Linked DNA regions of Mus musculus: all the other regions are linked to region 3. A link is a contact called in public promoter capture Hi-C data. All regions are on one chromosome and are shown on one strand. The core of a region is the stretch at or near the end of the contact, and the rest is flanking DNA. Distances in the headings are between cores, read along the strand shown. Region 1 holds the start of Klrb1a (killer cell lectin-like receptor subfamily B member 1A). Region 2 has its middle 18 kb from the start of Klrb1a. Region 3 holds the start of Cd69 (CD69 antigen).

Region 1 (4,883 bases), core at 862-3,361, 650 kb after region 3:
TCCTTATATATGCTGAAATTTTTGTGTACTGAAAGTTGAGACTATTTTCATGAATTCTCTACATTCGATTGTAAAATATCATGACCCAAGATGGGAAATTCTGTTTTATTTAGATTTAGTTGCGAAAATCTTTAGTCTAGGAAAAGTATGAAAGGTCAGCAACATAGGTGAAGGGGTGCTTGCCTCAAATTCATGAGGCTCGAAGGTCAACTCCCAGCACTACAAAAAAAATAAATAGATGGAGCATGGTGCAGAACCCTGTGCTCAACCTGGTGTTGAGTAAAATGGCTGACGTCAGAGATGGCTGAGGAGGCTCCACTGAGTCTTAAGTGAGCTGTGAGGCCCTCAGATATACATCCCCTTGCTTCCTTCTTCACTGGTCTTGGCGGATGCGTCTGAGCACTCTGCGATGAGTGTGCACCATCTGTCTCCTGGAACTCACAGCCAGCTGACAGCTGCAAAGCTCTGTAATTGTGAGGACTTGGTATAATTTCACTCTGACCACAGAAGGAGACTTTAAGGAAGTCCTTGCTTTTCTTCTTCACTTGTAATGTGTGAATGTGTGACTTGGCATTAGTAGTCCTTGCTCTAAGACTCTAGGACTGAAAACCCTTGGAGGAGTTATCACATCCCATAGACCCAAGTCCTCTACTACCTGAGCTCTGACAGATGAAGTCCTTTCACTCAGGTGAATGAAGTTACATCCCCGTGGACCTTCAGGACAGGGCAGAGCCAGAGCAGCAAGTGGGGCTCTGCCCTCAGTGTTTTTCCTGTTGTGTCAGTCATGAATTCTTCCCACAGTCATGACATGTCCACATCTCACAGCTTCCTTCACAGCATGACTGTTTCAGGAGGATCTTAGAGCTTCAACTCATGTCACATATAACTGTGGACTTGCACATATTACTATTTATTTTTACAACATAGCATAGTATATTGTTGTATCTTGATTGCCAGTAAATTGGTAAAAGAAGTCACTTAAGTTTGAATTGAGGAAGAATGTTGCATTTCACAGACCCTGGGCTGCATTCACCTTGAGAGAATTGTGGGAAGCCACATGTGCCGTTGCAAGGTGGCACTGGCTTCCGCTGGCCACCACGCATACATAGGCAGTAAAGTTTTTTGCCAAGATGAGGTTTTGAGAATTAACCAATCAGATGAGAGAGAAGCTAGCCAATCAGATGAGAGTCAAGTTAACCAATCAGATGTGAGAAATGCAAATGAGGTGGTAAGCATAACCCATGCATAACCAATCCGGGTGTGAGACACACCTCTCCTAGGCCTATATAAGCAGCACCAGTTCTGGGCTTGGGATCTCTTTGCCTCTGCTATCAAGCTCTCCCAATAAACTTGTGCAGAAGGATCCTGTTGCAGCATCGTTCTTGCTGGTGAGTCGGGCGCACGCAAGAGAGAATAACTCAAAACAAATGGTTACCAGATTCAGAACAAAAGAAGACCACATGTTACACCTTCCTTTCTTAAGACAATAACATGTAATGAGAGCAGATGCAGAGACCCACAGCCAAACATTAGGCAGAGCTCAGGAGCCCCATGAAAGTGGCAGAGGAAGGATTGTGGGAGCCAGAGGCATGGAGGACACCAGGAGAACATGGCCCACAGAATCATCTAAGCAGGGCTCATAGGGACTCACAGAGCCTGAAGCAGCAGTCATGAAGCCTGCATGGGTCTGCACTAGGCCCTCTGTATATATGCTATAGCTGTAAGCTTGGTGTTTTTCTGGAATTCCTAACAGTTGGAGTTCAGGTATCTCTGACTCTTTTCCCTGCTCATGGGAATCTTTTCCTCCTACTGGACTGTCTTATCCAGCCCTGGTAAGAGGGTTTGTGCCCTCTTATTGCATCTTGTTATCCTGTATTCAGTTGATGTCACTGGGAGGCCTGCTCTTTTCTGAAGGGAAACAAAGGAGCAGTGGATGGGGGAGTGGAGAGGAAGGGGAACTGGGAGGAAAGAAGGGAGGGAAGGCTGTGGTCAGAGTGTTTTGCGTGGGAGAAGAATAAAGAAAAGAAAAAAGACAGCAGTGTGTAAGCTGTGTGGGCAGGACAGACAGCAAGGTCAGTCGGTAACCATGGAGAAACCCTCAGAGACAGGAGTCAGTGGGTGTAGGCACAGAGCAGAGCATTCACAGAGGACTTCCTTTTGCTCACTTCACCCCAAAGGCCTTGGAGTTTGCCCCTGCTCACCAGTTCAGTGATGCATCTCCTATGCACAATGGACACAGCAAGGGTCTACTTTGGTTTAAAGCCACCCAGGACTCCAGGGGCTTGGCATGAGTCACCCCCATCTCTTCCCCCAGGTCAGTCACTTTATTTTTCCTTGTAGTATTAAAATATCTTCCAGAGTTATGATTTTCTTACAGTTTTAAGTTATTGCTATGAAAGTGAGCAACCATCTACCAGCGCTGAAGAGTGTAGATGGCTACAACTTTGGATTAATAAAAAGCTCATCGGTTCCATCTTTAATCAGTCAGTCAGTGTGAAACTTGGGTAGGCATTCCTTTTGTCTTTAGCTACGGGCCCTGAAGAAAGGATATTTTACATCTACAAGGAGAAAGTAAGGCAGACTCACTATAAAGCATCTTGCCTGGTCCAAACTTCTCTACAGAACACAAACACCACGACTCCTCTCCGTGCCATTCTAGCACTGAGCACTGGAGGAGTTGAGGGATGTAGCACCCTGTTTGCCAGAAATGTGGAAGACTGATAGGAGGCATTTATGAAGGGTACCATGACTTAGGGATGGATGAAAAGAGACAGACACAGAGGCCAAAAGTATGTCTACAGTGGTCATGGTATGGTATGGAGTTCTGTGACATAACTGAGTTTCCTTATCTAAAACTGCAGTGCTTAAAATCTAACCTTTCTATACTGTGTCAAGAATGTGAACCCACAACTCTTTAAGGCTGTTTGTCAGAAACTAGTTTTAAAAAATAGTTTGGAGGGCTGGTGAGATGGCTCAGTGGGTTAGAGCACCCGACTGCTCTTCTGAAGGTCCAGAGTTCAAATCCCAGCAACCACATGGTGGCTCACAACCATCCGTAACGAAATCTGACTCCCTCTTCTGGAGTGTCTGAAGACAGCTACAATGTACTTACATATAATAAATGAATAAATCTTTAAAAAAAATAGTTTGGAAAAAAGTACAAAGAAAAAAGTCACCAAAACTGCGTTATAAACTTTACATTGTTTCTGGGAAAGTGGAGGGTTTTGTTGATCAGAGTGGGATTTGAGGGAGCCAGTTATGTGTGGTAGGTGCAGGCAAGTGCTTGTTTTCCCTATTTATGACTGCAAACATGGAGAAGGGACTTGAGAAGCTAAAGGTTGGGGTTCTGTTTTCCCACTGAGTCTAGTCAGCTCTGCCAGTGTGTGCATGGTTTTTGGGTCATGCCCTGGAGCACAGGTGGCCTCTTAGGAACTGTATCCTAGAACAAAACTGACTCTCCCACTCCTAGCAGCCATCAGCTGTCAATGACTCCCCAGATGACATTGGAAGTCCATACCCAACTCCCCCCACCATGCTGGACCTTTGCCTGACTTGAGTTTTTGAAGGTCTTGTGCAGGCTATTACAAATGGCATGAGTTCATATGTGCAACTGCCCTGCTGTGTCTGAAAGACAGTGTTTCATTACAGTTGTCCACCATCTCTGACTCTGCAGTTATTCTGTCCCCTCTGCTGTGATGATGGCAGAGCCTTGGTTAGGGATGGGATGAGATGCAGATGTGCCACTTAGGGCTGAGTACTTCATAGTCTCTTATTCTCTACTTGTTCTGGGTGGTGCACACTTATAATTCCATCACTTGGGAGGCAGAGGCAGGAGAATCAGGAGCTCAAGGTCATCTTCAGCCACACAGAGTTAGCAGTCAGCCTGGACTGAGGAGTAACCCTGTCTTAGAAACATAACAGAGCACAACAAAAAGAAATTTTGAAAGTACTCTATTTAAGGAAGGAACACTGTGAAAGCTACAGTCAGATTGTATTTAGTGTATGCTTAATGTGTGTGCATGGGTGTGTATATATAGAGGCTGGTGCTAACCACAGTTTCAGTTCATCTAACCATTAGGGTGTTTGGAATTCAGCCAATAAGGGGGGACTAACACAACTGAAATACTGAAATACCGTCTGAAATCACAAGTTGCTTCCCCTTGGATATCACGCCTTTGATTCAAAATGGAGATCATTGTAGACAACAGTGAAGAAGACTTCATGTCCAGGAATAGAATCATATGTCATTAGCACTGAAAGTCATCAGTACCACAAAACTGAGCATCAAAAGCATCTCTTGATTAAAGGATCTTCCTTAGAGATGCTCTGACTCCCTTCCCAAAATAGAACATACCATTTACTTTTGGACAGCACTCAATCACATGTATCGAGATTGATTCAGCCAATGGACAGCACTCAATCACATGTATCGAGATTGATTCAGCCGATGCTCCTTTGTGCATAATACATACATAAGTATTATTCTTTCAGTCCTGCTTTATCAAAGCAAACATCTGAACCTAACGGAGAGTTCATCTCATGGAATTCTGCTTTAAGATGGTAGAGAAAGTCTCATATCTGCAACCGACCCTCTACTTGATTCCAATTGTCCTTGTTAGTCAAGACCACCTTTAACTGTTAGTCCAGATGTTCTGTACTGGCTTAAATGAGTTACAAGGTTCTTAACTTCGCAGATGCCTGTCGGTGCCCACGTTCACACAGGTTGGCTCTGAAGCTCAGCTGTGCTGGGCTCATCCTCCTTGTCGTGACCCTGATTGGGATGAGTGTTTTAGGTAAGTGAGGCCAGGGCTTGTGCTTCACAATCCTTCCTCTGCTTCCATCATAAATATCGGTGCCTCTTCACATGATTTGGCCCCTTGGTC
Region 2 (4,505 bases), core at 1,338-3,837, 670 kb after region 3:
AAACACAGACAAAAAGAGCCCAAATGAGTATTAAAAACAAACAAACAAAAACCTCCAAAACGTGTAGTTATTATAATCAGGGCAAAGGAGTCCGTAGCAAATGATTCAAGATCATTGCAAATGTAGTTAACAAAGTTATTTGAACTATAAAATAGTGATGGCATTAAATACAAACGCAGCTGTCCAATGATGCTTACATCCCTTAACTTTTGCTGCATGACAGTCATCTCAGCATCCAGTGGCTTTGTTCTTAAGATGAGATTAGTTGGGTGTTTTTGCTCGTCGAGTCTCAGCAGACCCACACATCTATGGAACCCTGACCGATTGTCTGAGTCCTGACTGATACTGGTTGAGCTCAGCTCAGGGACCATGTGACTGACACACTCATGGGTCTCCAGGTCTAAGTCGGGTTGTTTATGGGGTCCCTGGATAGACGCCAACTCAGAACTCGCCCCCTTCACATTCTCTTAGGTAAATCAAGTCAAAAGAGCACCCCAGGCCCAAGAACCTGCTGTCTCGTCTTCAGGGAAGGCAGTTCAAAGTCACTTTAAAATAAGCATTTCTGAAGCCCGAGAAACCTACCAATGGCCACATTCACACACACAGAAAAAGAATGATTCTCTCTCCCTGGACATCTGTCCGCTGTCACTAGCTCCTCTGTAAGGGGTGGGGATCATCTCCCTACCGTGCTGGGTTTTGGCTGGTCTTGTGTAAACAACCCCAGCTGCCGGGAGCCCGTGAACGCAATGGCTATGCCATAGCTGGAAGACAGCACTCCTCCCACTGCAGGCTCTCAGATTCTTCCTACCTCCTCATCCGCAGTGTTCTCCGGGCCTCTGGAGTGGGGGCTGATACAGGTGTCCTATTTAGGGCTGGAACCCAGTCCCTTATCCACAGCATCTTGGTCAGTTGTGCATCTCTCTGTCGAGGGCTGTTCACTGCACAAAGAAGCCTCTCTGACCAAGGCCGAGAGCAGCCCAGGTCTAGGGGTATAAACATACATATTTAGGAGGCCCTTTGACAGCATGGCCACTTAGAAAAATAACAATAGCAGGTTCAGTCAGGACTAAAGAAGAAGGTCCGGGTGTTTTCTAAGTTTCTGAATGCTAAATTCACAGCTGCAACTTTGAAAGGGTAGCATAAGGCAGCAGACTCCCAGAAGGAGCCCTGAGCGAGGCGATTGTGGCATAGTGCACAGTGTAATTTTCCTCAGAGGGCCAGTCTATTTCCTCTTCCAACAAGAAAATAGGCAACATTTCAATCTTGCCAGTTAACTTCTCCCCCACCATTGTGGTCTCTTTATTCTTAATCTGTTAATTTATCCAGCCTCCATGGTAGGAGCTGTCATTGCTGACCAAGGCAGGAGACTCAGAAGCAGGAGACATACTTGGCCCCAAACAGCTGGCTTCCAGGCATTTGATAGTTTCATTGAATTCTAAATTTGGATGTCAGCATCCATGCAGAGTCTCTCAGTTTCCTGTAATGCTACTTCCAGTGGGTCTGACATGCTCTCCTGGCCTCTGTGAGCACTACACACACACTCACACATACACACACACACACACACACACACACACACACACACACTCACACACACACACACACTCATACACACTTACACATACATACACACACACACATACCAAATCTTTACAAAAGACACAAAAGTGTATGTATTTCTCAGGTACTATGTTTACATATATACTATACTATGTGTATACATATACTATGTGTATATACACATTGGATAATGTCTGAAACTGGGTACACAAAGCTAACTTCTTGAACCTTTATCATTTCTTATGATGAAAGCATTAAATCGTTCTTTTCGCTTCCCTCCCCCTTTTAAGTACTTTATCATTTGATCTATAGTTACTCTAACTGTGCAATAGCACAGGGGAACTTTATACTCCTGGCCAATGGTAACTTAGTTCTCACCAATCCAAAGCTCTTTTCTTTAGAAGCAACTTCTGTTCTGCAAATAGCGACACTGCACAAAAAAATTTCATAGTATCTATAACTGCATATATGTCTAAAAAATTTTTTTTTACTTTTTGAAGTAGGGTTTCTGTGTGTTAGTCCTGGCTGTCCTGGAATTTTCTCTGTAGACCAGGCTGGCCTCTTACTCACAGAAATCTGCCTGCCTTTGCCTCTCAAGCGCTGGGATTAAAGGTGTGCACCACCACCACCCAGCCACCCAGTACAAATTTTGAATATTTTGATTTAACTCGCTCTTGCTCTCACTCTGTAACCAAAAGGGAAATGGTAATTCTTCCAACCAGAAGAAAAGCAACCCCAAATCTTCAAAACCAGTTCCTTCATTTTCTCCTCTCAAAGCTTGTGTCTTGGTGAAGTCACAAAATTAATCAGCAGGAGAGCTGGAACTTGAACCCAGATCTCTCCAAAGCTACCAACTGTTGCTTCTTAGACTTCCAGATGAACTGCAAATTAACTGGTCATTTGAGGACTTTCTCGTGGCGCACTGCCTTCTGGGGCAACTTCGCTTGGTTCCCTTCCTAGATCAGGCAAACCAGGGTAGATGTTAGTTACATTAGAAAGCATTTGCTTCTGCATTCACAGAATTTCAAAAGTGAGTCTATCGCCACCTTGTGTCCATAATATACAACTGCAACGTTGAAAGTATAGCACTTAGGGGGACTTTTCACATTTACCTAAAGGATGGGGAATGCTCTGTGTACACTGATATCTCTCAACCCAGGACCAATCATCATTATTGTTTTTTATTTCAAATGTACCTCATCCCTCTCTTGACTCCTCTTTTCTGAATGACTTGATAGTTGCAGGAAAAAACTAAGAAATAAAAAAATAAAATAAAATAAAAACCTAGCCGGGCAGTGGTGGCGCACACCATTAATCCCAGCACTTGGGAGGCAGAGGCAGGCAGATTTCTGAGTTCGAGGCCAGCCTGGTCTACAAAGTGAGTTTCAAGACAGCCAGGGCTATACAGAGAAACCCTGTCTCGAAAAGCCAAAATAAATAAATACAACCTAACATTCTAAGATCGGTCCTATATCTGAATTTTCTAAATTTTGCTAAACTATCATTAATATATTTTAGATCCTCCCTTCTCAATCCAGAGTTCAGCCCCAGTTTAGCGTTTACCATTGGTTGTAGACACTTTGGTCTCTTTTAATAAAGAGCAATCCATCCTTTTCTCTCCCACTGGCATCCATTGAAGAGTCCAGGACCAGCGTTCTGGGTGTGTGTGACCGAACATTTTATCCTTATTTCAGTTCCAGTGTTAAAAATTTGACTTCCAAGTTCTTTGACATTTTCCACGGGAAATGTGTACAGAGGGTGACCTCTCCCTTTCAGTCTGGTGACATAGAGGAGGATATCATTTAATCCATGGTTATTTGTTTGTTTGTTGTTTTTTGTTTGTTTGTTTTTTCGAGACAGGGTTTCTCTGTATAGCCCTGGCTGTCCTGGAATTCACTTTGTAGACCAGGCTGGCCTCGAACTCAGAAATCCGCCTGCCTCTGCCTCCCAAGTGCTGGGATTAATGGCGTGTGCCAACCACGCCCAGCCTTAGTCCATGTTTTGTTTTCAAACCTAAACTGTTAACAAATAGAATGAAATTAGTAGTATTTGAAGGGATGTACAAGTGACCTGTGTAAAGGCCAATAACTGTCTAATAAAGGTTAAACACTGGGAGCTTTTCTCAAGCAGAGTCAAGCACTCTGTAGGCAACAGTAATAGGTAGTGACGTGTGAAGAAAGGTAAGGCATGAGAATCTTTTAATACAGCTGTCACTCCTGAAGAATACCGTCTAAAATCCTAGAAGTGAACCTTTTGTGAACAAGTCATGTGAAAATCTACTATTTTATGAGCTACTTAAAAATATACATTAGTAAACAGCTTAAAATGGAGGTACCCTGCATGAGTGGAGAGTGCTGCTCCCAGATCACAGGTTTTAGAATTAAGAGCACAGTGCCATCTCTTGGTATCTCTGATACAAGATATCTCTGTATCTTGGTTGCAGGATACAGAGACATCAACCTGGAACAAAGCTAGAAGCTCCTTCCTTTCTGGCAACCATACATTGTGTCTGAAGATACTACACAGGCTTCTGCCGAAAAGGGGACTCATCAGTGGTCATACCCAGCTGTAGGCCCAGCATGATACATTACTGACCTGCCGGGCAAGGCAATTGCCACTGAGACAATAATGTCATGAGTGTTTAGGGGTAACCAACTGCTCTGCAATTGGGTTTGAGGCCTCTACACAGGATGGCGTACATGCGTGATTCTGCAGGCTTTATCAAATGGTAATTGGATATGCTGTCAAACTGCTTTCTATTGTACTCATAGACCAGGGCACCTTTCAGCCTTGGCCAGAGAATCTCCTTTTTGCAGCAGGCAATGATTCATGCAGAGACTTATTATCTGGCTGAAGTATTGAGGGTAAGTGACAGTTGCATGCTCAGCCATAAATGGGACATCAGAGTGTAGCAGGAACAGGGGGAGGGGGGAGGGCAGCTCTAT
Region 3 (4,274 bases), core at 1,235-3,734:
TCTCAATTAGTGATCAAGGGGAAAGGCCCCTTGTGGGTGGGACCATCTCTGGGCTGGTAGTCTTGGGTTCTATAAGAGAGCAGGCTGAGAAATCCAGGTGAGGTAAGCCAGTAAAGAACATCCCTCCATGACCTCTGCATCAGCTCCTGCTCCCTGACCTGCTTGAGTTCCAGTCCTGACTTCCTTTGGTGATGAACAGCAGCATGGAAGTGTAAGTCGAATAAACCCTTTCCTCCCTAACTTGCTTCTTGGTCATGATGTTTGTGCAGGAATAGAAACCCTGACTAAGACTGATGGATTGGTGGATGGGTAGACAGACAGACAGACAGACAGACAGACAGACAGACAGACAGATGAAAGTAAATAAGTAAATATGGGGCTTGAGAGGTGATGACTCAGTAGTACAGACAGACAGACGGACGGATGGACAGACGAACTGACAGCCGGATGGATGGATGATTGATGGATGGGTAGATAGATAGATAGATAGATGGATAGATAGATAGATAGATAGATAGATAGATAGATAGATAGATAGATGAACGTAAATAAATAAATATGGGGCTTGAGAGGTGATGACTCAGTAGTACAGAGTTCTTATTGTTCTTTCAGAGGATCAGAGTTCAGTTCCCAGCTTAAGGAAACTCACATTGCTTGTGACTCTAACTCCATGGAGCCTTCTTCTGTCCTCTGTGGGAACCAGCACACACATACATGACTCACACACACATAAATATAATACAATTTTTAAAAATTAAGTTTAATAAAGGTAAATAAATTAAAAAATACTCACTTGAGCTGCCCTTTTCCTTTAAAGAGCTTAGTTAGGAGCCAACTTATAGCAGAGGCTGGCTATGATGACTCTCCCTGCCTATTTTTTGTCAGTTCTGAACTCTATGAAAACCTCATCCCATCCAACAGGCATGAGTCAGAAGAGCACTTCTTGGTATTCATGAGTATCTGGACCTTCCTGCTTTTCACTTGATACTGAATTAATTACCTTATTTATTATGGGAAAACCTGGCACATAGGCATATGGAAAAAGAACCGCTAAGACACAACCGAAAGACCTAAAGGCCCTGCAGTGGCAGGCTCCTGGGCACTCCTATGGAATAAGAAGAAGCTCTCTGTTGTAGAGGGAAAGTAATAGAGGAAGTGCCCAGAGGCCAATGTAGAGGTTCTTCTTGGCTGTAAGGTCTTTGGATTTTAAGGAACCTTTATTAGGAAGCCTTTGGTGAGCTGAATGTTCTCAACAAGATGATATGACATACTTAATCTCATCCCAGCTGCTGTGCAGGAAAGATACTGAGAACAAAAAGGCACATTAGGACCAGCATGTACCTGTCTGTGTCTCAAGCAGACAAATCCACCTGCTGGCTCACCTCAGTTGTCTGTGCCGGTACCTTCCAAGCAACCTAAGCATTATATCTTCACAAAGGCAAACCAGACAACTTTACTCCAGGTCCTTTGACAATCTCTCCATTCTCTGCTCTATTCCATATGTCAAATGTAGAGATCATTCCAGAATGTAAGAAATCATGCTTGTAATTTTTTAAGATCCTCACACTTGACTTACCAAAACAGACATTTTCTGCATTTATGTGGTGCTCAATAACTTATCTGAATGAGATGGATATCATGGGAAGATATGTGTATAGGGATCATCTTCCAAATATCCGAGGCCACAGACACCTGAAAAGGACATGGGGAAATAGAAGGAGATATTCTGCAGTGAGACAAAGTAAGTTTGACAGTGGAGGATGACAAGAAAATGAGCAAGGGATGATGAAATAGATAACTGAAGAGAAACAGTTTTAGATCACACCGAGGAAGTTTCAGACCACAAGCTTTCTGTTTCCTGCACTAAAGCAACTCCTGACACTTGAAAGAACTAGTCTCTGGGGAAAAAAGAAGTGAATGCCACACGTTTTAAATCCATAATTAACTAAATAAAACTTGTCCAATTGAGAGAGAGGGAGAGAGAGAGCCACAAAGATAGAGATTTTAAAATCCCTACTCAACAGTACATCTTCTGGCCACCAACAGCACCTGGTACATAATGGGTATTCAATAAATGCCTGTACCTGCCTACATATACAAAGAAACCAATGCAAAGGATTGCATGAAAAAGTTTTACTCTCTCTTCCAGTGCTTTTCCATGTCAAATACAGCAATCTCAAACTTTTAGCTCCTTGTTTAGATTATACCATTTCCTAAGTTATTTGTGTTTTTAAAAGTTTGTGGAAGGATGTCTTCGATTCTGGGAAAATCCCATTTATCTCTTCCTCTTGAAGCTACAGTTGTGAGAAAGCACATTTCAGACAGCAGGGAAAACCCGCAGCTCACCACAACAACACACGGTGAAGTGTCTAGGCCGCTGGAGCATAAATTAAAGAGAACTGGCTGAGTTGAGTGAGTACAGGGTAGGAGGAAGGGGTGGAGCCTAATCGAGTATAAAGGCTGAAATCCTCCGAGATCAAGACACTGAACAAGACAGCTCCAGCTACATCTCTCCGTGGACCACTTGAGAGTCGCCAGGGACCTTGAGGGGAAAAAAATTAAAAAGGATGGATTCTGAAAACTGTTCTATAACGGAAAATAGCTCTTCACATCTGGAGAGAGGGCAGAAGGGTAAGTCATGTGATTTCTTACATTCTGGAATGATCTCTACATTTGATGTGTGGAATAGAGCGGAGAATGGAGAGATTATCAGAGGACTTGGTTATGTTCTGTTTCAATCAGTAAAAGAGAAACTGGGCATAGGTAAATACCTCTCTAGCTATGAGAAGACAAGATACTTGTATGAGAGAGAGCTATATGACTTTCAGATGATCTTGAAAGGACTTTTCCTTTGAATAGATTTGTAACATCTCAACTCGTGGATTTAAATGATAAATGATAAATTGCCTGGCTTGACCTAGTTATTCTCTATAGTTTTCCCATAACCACCATCATCAGTAAGTTTTATCCTTTTCTTTATGAAGAACTCTGTTTTTCACACAAAGAGTTACGTTCTTGCTCTTTCCTTATCCATTTGCCTGCTTTCTGTGTGTATTCCCTCATTAGTGTTCTCCTCATGAATCCTCCAGTGGTTAGCAGCATTCGGGTCTCCAGGCTCAGAGAAAACAGCATTACACACACCTGAACATGTGCAGTGTCATATGGTGATGCATTAGAATGTAACCCTGTCATTAAAATGTCATCTTCTGCAGAGACCTATGGAATCTCCTCCTTACATTTTGTTCTGTCTCTCTCCTCCAATGAATCACTTCAAATTCTATGACTATATATTTTTCTTCCTTTTTACAAAAGCATGATCACCCTTCACATTTCTGTCTCTTCTGTCTGTTTCTATCTGAGTTGTAAGGAGCCCTCCAGCACTTAGCACTTGGGAATGAGAGTTATTTGAAAGCACGAGCGATCCAGTTAATAAAGGGATTTGCTATGACCAACACCGCCAAGATAGTTGGTGAGGAACGAATTATTTTCTGAGTTTCTCTGTCAAGTTGTCTTGTTGTGTAAAAAAATTAAAAATAAAAAATTTTTTAAAAGTCTCAGTTACCTTTAAAATCTCATCCCTTCTTTGAGAGCATGAAGTCAAAAACATAGATATAAAGTCTACAATATTCATTTTTAGATACCTAAGCAACCCATACCTATATGTCTCACTTAAATTTTTTTTAAAAAGCAGATAATAATGAAACTATAATAAATAGTGGAATGAAGGAAAGACCAAATGCAGAAATTCCTGACCTGGCCTGGGGTCAGCTCCATCTACCTTTGTATATTTAACTTATGTTCTCACGGCCATGACCTTAGCAACACAGCAGCAGTGGAATCAACAGGCTCCTCCTTGGGTGACTGAAAGTTGGTAAATAGGTGGATCTGTTTTCATGCTCTCCATTAATGCACAGGCCTCAGGAGTGTGCTGTTAGGGGGGGATGTTTTGTTGCCTAGGTGACAAGTTGAACTGTGGTTAGCCATGACCCTTGGAGATGGAAATAAACTGTCACGTGGGAGTTGGTCTACATAGTCTACCCACCAGGTGGGTCAATGGGCTGAATGAACTAGTTGAGGTCTAGGGTTGCTTTGGATGTGGGTATGTTTGCTGTGCAGTCAGAGATATTGATAAATTGAGTCCAAGCAATGTGACTATCATATGTTGAGAAACGAAACTAGACCAGTCTCTGAACCTATTACTCAAGCTACAAAGACTGCCTCTGAAGATAATTGTGTATGTGTGTGAAAAGGAAGGCAGGGGAAAACAGACCTAG

Evidence for each region. Promoter capture Hi-C pulls out the DNA fragments that hold promoters and counts their contacts.
Region 1: a promoter capture Hi-C map of pre-B cells shows a contact between it and region 3, with 4 times the contacts expected there. The contact joins the promoter of Klrb1a here to the promoter of Cd69 in region 3. A contact is called at or near these places in 2 of 39 promoter capture datasets (embryonic stem cells and pre-B cells), 1 of 115 datasets of contacts at active chromatin or transcription factors (large pre-B cells) and 2 of 9 other capture datasets (adipose tissue and liver).
Region 2: a promoter capture Hi-C map of pre-B cells shows a contact between it and region 3, with 7 times the contacts expected there. The contact joins the enhancer-like site here to the promoter of Cd69 in region 3. A contact is called at or near these places in 8 of 39 promoter capture datasets (the 3T3-L1 cell line, embryonic stem cells, hippocampal neurons and 3 more), 1 of 484 Hi-C or Micro-C datasets (embryonic stem cells) and 1 of 115 datasets of contacts at active chromatin or transcription factors (large pre-B cells).

What each region holds. Positions count from the first base shown.
Region 1 is chr6:128,620,162-128,625,044 of GRCm38.p6, reverse strand. Klrb1a (killer cell lectin-like receptor subfamily B member 1A) reads left to right here and starts at 2,111. Exons shown (of 6, transcript NM_010737.3): 1 at 2,111-2,314; 2 at 4,695-4,793. The coding sequence starts at 2,212.
Region 2 is chr6:128,602,758-128,607,262 of GRCm38.p6, reverse strand. No RefSeq gene overlaps it. Among named protein-coding and RNA genes, the nearest start is that of Klrb1a, 18 kb to the left of the region's middle. Within about 2 kb of position 2,587, at least 4 of the 459 cell types and tissues checked have an H3K27ac peak or open chromatin away from gene starts, as enhancers often do.
Region 3 is chr6:129,273,579-129,277,852 of GRCm38.p6, reverse strand. It overlaps Cd69 (CD69 antigen), which reads left to right and starts at 2,484. Exons shown (of 5, transcript NM_001033122.4): 1 at 2,484-2,631. The coding sequence starts at 2,568.